3 separate regions of the Mus musculus genome follow, and all the other regions are linked to region 2. The links are chromatin contacts, called in public Hi-C and promoter capture Hi-C maps. All regions are on one chromosome and are shown on one strand. The core of a region is the stretch at or near the end of the contact, and the rest is flanking DNA. Distances in the headings are between cores, read along the strand shown. Region 1 holds the start of Wasf1 (WAS protein family, member 1). Region 2 holds the start of Hdac2 (histone deacetylase 2). Region 3 holds the start of Zup1 (zinc finger containing ubiquitin peptidase 1).

Region 1 (2,700 bases), core at 195-2,694, 3.9 Mb before region 2:
TAAATCGGATGTTCAAATATTCTACAAATACAAAACTTTTCTTATTAAAACGGAAAATTTTATATATAAGTACGTTATTCAAATATTCAAAATAAATAAAAATACTTTCCCTAACAGAAACTTAGATCAAAGATAAACTGTTCCTGTGAGTTCCAAATGGGACTGCATCTGTACTTGTGTTATGCGGCTCCCAACAATTAGAAAAATGAAAGTTTACCAATTAAATTTACAATGTCAATGGATGTTTGTACAACTGAACAACTAATAAACTAATCACACCGATTACTGAAAATAAAGACTTAGCTAATGTGAACACCAAGAAAAAAATGTAAATAGAATGTCGGGCACATTTTGTATAGTAAAGGATAGGGTCAGAATGAGTCGAATTAAAGTACCTATTCTAGCTAGGTATTAATTAGTCAGTCACAGGGCAGGTCGTGAATGTTGGGATCCGATGAGCTTTCTTTTCACCATTATTCTAGTTCATCATCCGCAAGTGCTAGAGAAGGTGTCTACGGAAGCTAGGGGGCATGCTGTAGCTAGGGGAAAAGAAAAATGGGAAAGGTGCAATGGATGCTGCATAGTTGAATAATTATCTGGGTGGCACAATGGGCGAGTCCTGCCGACATCAGAGCCCAGCAAGCGTCTCCCTAACTCTGCCCGAGGAACCTCCCCATTTCCAGGCATCAAAAGAGCCAGCACCCTCTCTGCCTTCTCTTCCAAACTGGAATATAAAGGGATGCCCGCACTCGCTTTACCATGGTCGTGCAGAGAGCCGCGGCGCAAAGACCCGCGGCCAGGGCTCGCTTTTCAGAACCGCTGGCACGCCGGGCGAGCCGAGGGCTCCGCGACTGGCTGCAGCCTTCGCCGGCGCCGATGCACAAGGGCGGAGCGGCGGGATCGGAGCCCCGAACCCCGCGCCGCAGGTGAGAGCCGCAGATGCTGCACCCAGAGCAGCCTCGGGCCAGTCCCCGCGCCCGAGATCCCACGCCTCGTCCTCCACGCGCAGCCCGGGCTGCTGGGCGGCGGGCGCGGGGGAGCCCGGGATGGGGGCGGGGGCGGCGCGCCCATCCATCGCCGCCGCTGCAGACCCCGGCTCATCCACACGCCCCTCTCGGCTCGGGTCGGTGGAGAACAGTTCCCTCGTCAGGACCCCGGGAAGAAAAAAAAGGGACAAAATCCTGAGAGACTCGTGCTCACCGCGAAACCGTGGGGGGCTCGCGCCGTACCCCTTCTACATGCTTCGGCGGCTGCCGCCGGTCCGGCTCCGCACTGGGGCGCCACCAGGAGCCCCTCGGGAGCGTCGGGCTGCGGGATGGAAGCCGCGCCGGGCACTGGCTGAGGCGCCGGGCCGCCGGGAATGCCGCCGGGGGCGCCCACTGCTCGCCCGAGCCGCGGTGCGCTCGACGCGCGAGCGAACAACACCGCGAGCAGCCGCTGCCCTGCGCCGCCCCCTCCCCGCGCGACGCTCCACAACCGGGCGCGGGGACCCGCGCCTGCAGCAGGGGGAGCCGCGGGGCGCTCTCCGCCTGGCCTCACGACCTTTCCCCGGAGCTGCACCGGACGGGTCCCAGGTCTCTGAACTTAGGATTCGCACTCTCCCCTCGAACCCTGCAGGGCGTACGGCGGCATGGTGGGAGAATGAGCATCCACCCACTTACCCGTCCGTGGGCAAGAGGACGGCGCTTCCCCCTGTCCTGAGGCTCTGTGGTATTGCCCGATCCGCACTTTGGGGGAGGGGGCCGGAGAGAACGGTGCTGGGCTCGGGAATGAGGGAAGATGACATCCAATTGAATGAAGCATCCTCTTGGGGGCGGGGTCGAAGGCAGGCCCCCTCTGCCGGGCTCCACCTCCTCGCTCCAAACTACATTTCCCATGGTGCCGCGAGCTCCTCGCCGCACTGTACGCCGGGAGTGAAGGTCCTCGAGGCTTCAAACACATCTCAGGACTGGGTCTTTAATCAACGAGGTCCTGAAAGTTACAAATAGTTGTAATCCCTTGTGCTTCTTTAGATAAATGTTTGTGAATCTCAAGTTTTGATACAGTTATCTCAATAATAAAGTTTTTTTCGAGAAGTTATAAATGATTTTTTTTAAAGGAGGTAAATATCGAGTTCCATGACAATCTGACAGGACCTGGGAGACGCTGCTTCTTCCGCCTTGGCCTGGCCTTAGCAGAGAGTATCTGTTGCAGTCATGTCGGCTGCGATTGCAGCTCTAGCTGCTTCGTATGGCTCGGGCTCGGGGTCCGAATCGGATTCGGACAGTGAGGGCAGTCGGTGTCCGCTGCCAGCCGCGGACTCTCTCATGCACTTGACCAAATCGCCTTCAGCCAAGCTCTCTCTGACCGTGGCGGTGGACTCGGCTCCGGAGGTGGCAGTTAAGGTAAGTGTTTTGGACACTAATAAGCTCAGGAACTGCTTTCAGCTCGTCTCGGGTTAGAGGCTGGTCTACCTTGGCGCTGAGAAGTATGTAACTAGCGTTTACATCTCTTCCCACATCCTCCTTGACGATTAGAAGTACGGAGCAGCTCTCCACTAACCCCTGTCCTTCCTATCTCCGTCGGATAAAATTAGTTCAGGAGAGGAGGAAAGTTTGAATTTGTAGACTAAGATGTAGCCTTATTAGATCAGTTATAAGTTCAGAGCATAGATAATATTGGATCAAGACTTTCAAACTAGAATTTGTACCCTCACTAGAA
Region 2 (2,700 bases), core at 103-2,602:
GCACGACTATTTTAACAAGTTTAAGTGTTTCATTCAGCCTAGTTCTCTAATCTACCTCTCCAAACACTGTGACTTCAATACAACTACAGAAAACGCTCCCAATTTCATATTGCTTTGTGGAGATCAAGCGTTCAATCAATGAGCTTCGAAAGTTCTGTCAAATTTCCTTATTACTTCTCTCAATGGTTTATCTATTGATGTCTTGGGTGAAATCTGTATAGGCAGGGCACCATTCCATTTGGTGTAACTGAACCCAGAGACTATTACTACTTATACTCCAAATTAGAAAATCCTTACAGTCACCTTGTACCGTTCACTGCATTGTGAATATTTAGTCCACTTCTCAAAGTTTCCTGCAGCAAGGTCTTCACCACAGTAGAAGAGTTCCTAAGCAAGATGCCGGTGTTCTTTCCTAACCCCCCAGAGCAGGGTATTATAGCAGATCGAACAAAGAGCAACAAAGAAGGGGGAGGTAATAACCTCCCATAGAGACATGCCAGGACCCATCAAACAAGAACAACTGCACGCTTCCTCTCTCCTACCACTTCCCAACGACCTACCTACTTCCAACTCAAAACCCCTTAATTGTCACCGAGGAAGTGCAGCCCTTCCATTTGAACCCTGAGAAAGTGGAGCTCGAAGAACGCGAACAAAGGCGAGGGATGTAGTCCACGCAAAACACCAGCGAGACAGCGCCGCTCTGCGAACTTGGCCACCGGCCAGCAGTAACTCCTCCGCAGCCCCACCCGGGTGCCGGGGTCCCGGGTGAGGCTGGAAGCGCAGCGCGGACAGATCGGGGGCGAGAAGGGGGGACCGGGAGAGCGGGGGAGGGGACAGGGACGTGGGGCGGAGCTCCAGGACGCCAGCTTTGTGCAGTCAGGCCCAGGGTGCCAACTGGGGTTCCTCGGGAGACCGGTCAGAGGCAGTGCACCCTAAACCTGCGTGTGCCCGAGAGGACCCGAGAGGAGCGAAGGCGGGCGTCCCCGAGACGCCACCGCTGGGTAGGCCGTGTTGGTGTCCCCGCGGGCTGCCACCCCCGACACCCCGCCGCGCCCTCCCCGCATCCCGGCTGCAGGCTCCTCGGCCACTCACCATCATAGTAGTAGCACACTTTCTTCTTGCCGCCTCCTTGACTGTACGCCATGGGCTCAGGCCGCCGCCTCCCGGCTGCGGCTCCTCCTCCGGCTGCTCCCGCCCGCCGCGGCCCGGCGGCCAGACAAGAGGGCTGACGGGGACGGCCGGTGCTGCAGCCCTCGGAGCAAGGGCAGCCCGGAGCGGGACGGCGGCGGGTGCCGGGAGGGCCGTAGGGCACAGAGCGGGATAGGCAGCGGCGCCGACGCGCGACACTCGGCAGGGGTAGGCCTCCGGGCGGCGGGGCTGCGAGGCGGGAGCGACCACTGCGGCTGCGCGGAGGGGGGCACCACAACTACGGTCGGGAGGGAGCGACCGGGACGGAGTGGACGCCACCGGCCAGGGCGACAGTAGTGTTTCTACGGGTAGTCACACACAGTCCGGAGGTGCGCACAAGCGGACTTTAGCCCCTTGCTCAGAGACCCGGACGCGCAGCAGTGAGGTTCACCCCTCGGTCTTACGCGCACTGGTTGCGCCTGGGCCGAGCCTGCGCACTCCGCGCCTGCTCAAACGAATCCCGGGCAGTCTAGACCCCTCCTCCAGGGCTCATGCCGCTCCCCTCCCCCACCGCCGCGACGCTCCGGCCCGAGCCCGCCACGTGCCGCGGGGACCCCGAGGGGCCTCGGCTTGAGAGCTCCCTAGGGCTGCCTCCCCCCACACACACACCCGCTACCTGGTGGTCCGATATTCCCACGTGTTTCAATTCTCTTGTTCTCCCTCATTGGCTCCTGATAACTACTCTTGAGTTACAGAGAGGTTAATGGCAGACTCCTTGTATCTCCTGGGTTTAATAAGCATTTCCAGGACTCGGTATAAGCACTGTTCCCAGCATCCATACCTGCTCGTAATAAACACCATTTAAAGCTGTCAAAAGTGCTGGGATGTACGTGCCATGTCCATCTCCTTATAGGTGTGGGCAAAAGAAGGAGTATAGTGCTCTCAATTGCTAAATAATAGTCATCTGAGGACCGAAGGGGTGTCGAACTTTTCAAGACTCCACGTGCTTTGTCTACTTTATCAGACTGGATGTGCTTCTAGCCAGACAATTCAAAAGAATTGGTTTAAATATTGGAGTCCCTGTGTTTAATAGCCTGGCGTTTATTGTGCACCTGTCTAAACCAACCTGCTTAAAGGATGCATAAAGGATGGAAGCTGACTGTCTAATGAAATACTCACACACCTGAACTGTTATTATTTAAAATTCCAGCTACATGCACACACTACTTCCTCCCTTAAGAGGAGGTGTTGAAGTAAGAACCATACTGAGTCACTAACAAAAATCATTATTTTTCTACTTTCGGATCCCCAGGACTCTTAATACATAAAGCACCAATCTTCCAGGCTTAACCCCAAGAGACTTAGAATTACTCCAAGGTACCCCTCACCACAACCACTTCTCTCCCAAGCCTACAGTTTTAACAAGACCCTGGGAGATTAACGTGGTTGGGTCAGGGACCACAGTGGAGAGAGCTAGCTTTGATGTTAATGTTGATTACAGAGTATTGTTTGCTTCATTTTCTCTATCAGTTCCCAAGTCAACCATGCAAGGTTTTGAAAACAGAATGAGAT
Region 3 (2,700 bases), core at 32-2,531, 3.0 Mb after region 2:
GTCCCTGCATGCAGCCAGAGCAGTTAGTACCCCTTTCCCCTAACATAGATGCTTCAGGCCTTATGAAGAGGGCAGACAAAAGAGAGCCCAATCTGGCGCCGGAATATTGTGATCCTTCCTTCATAAAAGCACTCTCCCAAGCACAGATGGCTCCGACCTTTGAAGGAGACAGGAGTTAGTATTCTCGAAGTGATAAAGTCCACTCATTCTCAGGCAGCTGTGACTGCGTTATAAAAACACGCTGGTCTTTGATAAGTTATGTCTTCCCAGGTCAAAAAGGTCTTGTTCCAGCTGCGCAATTCCTCCTCCCTGTCTGAACAAATACTATCGGTTCTCTTTTCCTCTTCCCAATCATGTAACACCAGGGGTTGAGAGCCCCAGTTTATGCATCCTCCTATATATACCTTAAACCCCTAGATTTAGGGGTCACTGTGCATTGGGAAAGATAGCGAACCGGGTCCCGGTTAATAAAAACTCTTTGTATATTACATTTGGTCTTCCAATTTCTGGCAGTCTCCTGGGGTTCCCGCAAACTGGGCATAACAACCTGGTTACAGAAGATGGCCAGTTCATCTTTTTTCGTTAACTAATACTGTCTTGGAGGAAAAGACGAGTCAAGTGGGAAGCTGATGAAGGAGGAAATCTGGAAGCAGAGTTTTAGTTGCCCCTTGTTTAGACATTCCACAAAGTTCTGTTTTCTGAACGTTTTTATACCTCTGGAGAAATGATTTCATTGTTGTTGGCCTCGCAGCTAATGGTTAACTGCTAATGTGCTCATTTTTAGCTTGAAAATGTTCTGTAAGAGTACTTTCACTCTTACAATGACTTCGAATTTTTTTTTTTTTTTACTAAAAGAAGGAATTCTACTAAAGGAAATAGTATTTCCTCCATGCATCACGTTCAACGATACCCAATAATTTAAAAATATTATACTTGTCAGATTATGTCATCCTCATATTTAAACACGTCCGTAGTTGCCTCGTAGATCAATCCCCCAGAGGGAGAAACAGACTGTTAACACTGGATAAGCAACTTTGTAATATTGACAAAGGAACTTGTCTTAATTAACCCGCAGAACATAATTTAGAGCTCAGATACTGTGTAAACAGGAACAGGTGTTTGCCGCAGAATCAGACATTTAAATGTACTCAGAATCTAGTTACGGTTTTAGCATATCTGGAGTGGAAACTGCAACTGGAAGGTGGGAGGGGCAGTGATGCTCTGATGTGCAAGCGAAAGTTGCAAAAATCCCTCACAAGTCCCACAATGCACCGCAACTCAGACGGATCTGCAGCGGGGCATGCTGGGATCTCTACCCTCTCTGGCCAGTGAGGAAGGTCTGTTGTGACTGCGGAGGACTCTTGGAGGCCTGGGCTCTCTTTTGGGTCGCGGCGCGGCAGTCTCGGGAGGTCTGTCCTTGGCGATCGGGCGGGCTGTGTGGGGCGCGCTTTCGGGCGGTGGCTGGCTCCTGCGGTGGGGAGGAGCGGCGGTCTAGCCGTGGGTCCGGGTCTGCAGGCCGGCTCCGGGTGGCCGCAGGTCCGGTTCCCTGCGCCCCACCGGTGCGACGTTGGCTCAGAACTTTGACAGATTCGGGCCTTACCACCTTCGCCATCCCGTACCCAGGCTAGCCCTTCGAAGGTCCCCCCTTACTTGTAGTGTGTCCTTTATCTGCAGTGCCCCAGTCCTTGGAAGAAACGAAACTAGGTATCGATAGAACTTCCTTCTAGAAACAGAAACTTATTACTGTCTGAAGAGAAACGAGAAAAAGGAAAATGTAGAAAGATTTTGTAAAGCTGAAATTAGATGAAGGGAATAGTTGCCCTCGTTTTTCCTTCCTATTACTAAAATACGTGACAGCCAGGTGATAGTCTAGGGGAAGGTCTGGGTTTGTGATTGCGTTAAAAGGTTTTGTTTTGTTTTAGCACCTCCCTACAAGTAGTCCATCTCCCATTAGCCCATCAATCTCATAACTCGTTTGAAAATGAACTTCCGAGGGTTGAGCTGTTAGCTAACCTAATGAAACCAGCGTCTATACCCCAGTTTCCTAGATCTTGGCGGTAAGTGCTGTTTTCCTACAATGCTCACAGCTTTTACCTTTGGGCTCTGCGGTGTTTACCTTCCATCGTTATCTGACTGTAGTGACCTGTCTGGTCCAGGGTTTCCATGTATGTAAAACCACAGCAGTGGTATTAAGTTTGACACATATAAAGCTCTGAAGTGAACTAAGGTGGATTTACCCTCCTCATTCTACTACATGCAAGTAAATATGTTGATCAACATTAGCCTTCTGTTTTACTTTATTTTACATGGACAACTTATTAAATATACTTTTTTTTCTACCTGTTGGACGAAATGCCTTGTATTATTGTTTTTTGAGATGGAGTCTCACTATGCAGCCCTGAATGGTTTGGAACTCAGCTATGGCTGGCCTCCAACTAACAGATCCACCTGCTCTCTGCCTCAGGAGTGCTGAGATTAAAAGGGTGTATCACCAATGCCTTGTTGAAATGTTTTACTCATAAATTTTCTTATTATTACCTCTGATATCTTGACATTCAGGCACAATATCCTTTATCTAGAATATGTAGAAATACAATACTAAACATAAAGTTTGTTTGTGTCATATATAGCTTGTATTTTAAAACATATTTCTCTGTATGTATTTCTATTTTCAGTGTGCCAGTGTTTTGACTGTCCTAC

Evidence for each region. Promoter capture Hi-C pulls out the DNA fragments that hold promoters and counts their contacts. Hi-C and Micro-C count contacts between places; a contact is called where the count stands out from the background.
Region 1: a Hi-C map of CD4 T cells shows a contact between it and region 2, with 4 times the contacts expected there. The contact joins the promoter of Wasf1 here to the promoter of Hdac2 in region 2. A contact is called at or near these places in 1 of 39 promoter capture datasets (pre-B cells) and 1 of 484 Hi-C or Micro-C datasets (CD4 T cells).
Region 3: a contact with region 2 is called in a promoter capture Hi-C map of pre-B cells. The contact joins the promoter of Zup1 here to the promoter of Hdac2 in region 2. A contact is called at or near these places in 2 of 39 promoter capture datasets (cranial neural crest and pre-B cells).

Annotation. Positions count from the first base shown.
Region 1 is chr10:40,882,571-40,885,270 of GRCm38.p6, reverse strand. Wasf1 (WAS protein family, member 1) reads right to left here and starts at 1,444. Exons shown (of 9, transcript NM_001379453.1): 1 at 1,201-1,444. Cdc40 (cell division cycle 40) reads left to right here and starts at 2,128. Exons shown (of 15, transcript NM_027879.2): 1 at 2,128-2,384. The coding sequence starts at 2,196.
Region 2 is chr10:36,973,196-36,975,895 of GRCm38.p6, reverse strand. Hdac2 (histone deacetylase 2) reads right to left here and starts at 1,352. Exons shown (of 14, transcript NM_008229.2): 1 at 1,093-1,352. The coding sequence starts at 1,144.
Region 3 is chr10:33,949,840-33,952,539 of GRCm38.p6, reverse strand. It overlaps Zup1 (zinc finger containing ubiquitin peptidase 1), which reads left to right and starts at 1,281. Exons shown (of 11, transcript NM_001359455.1): 1 at 1,281-1,409; 2 at 2,676-2,700.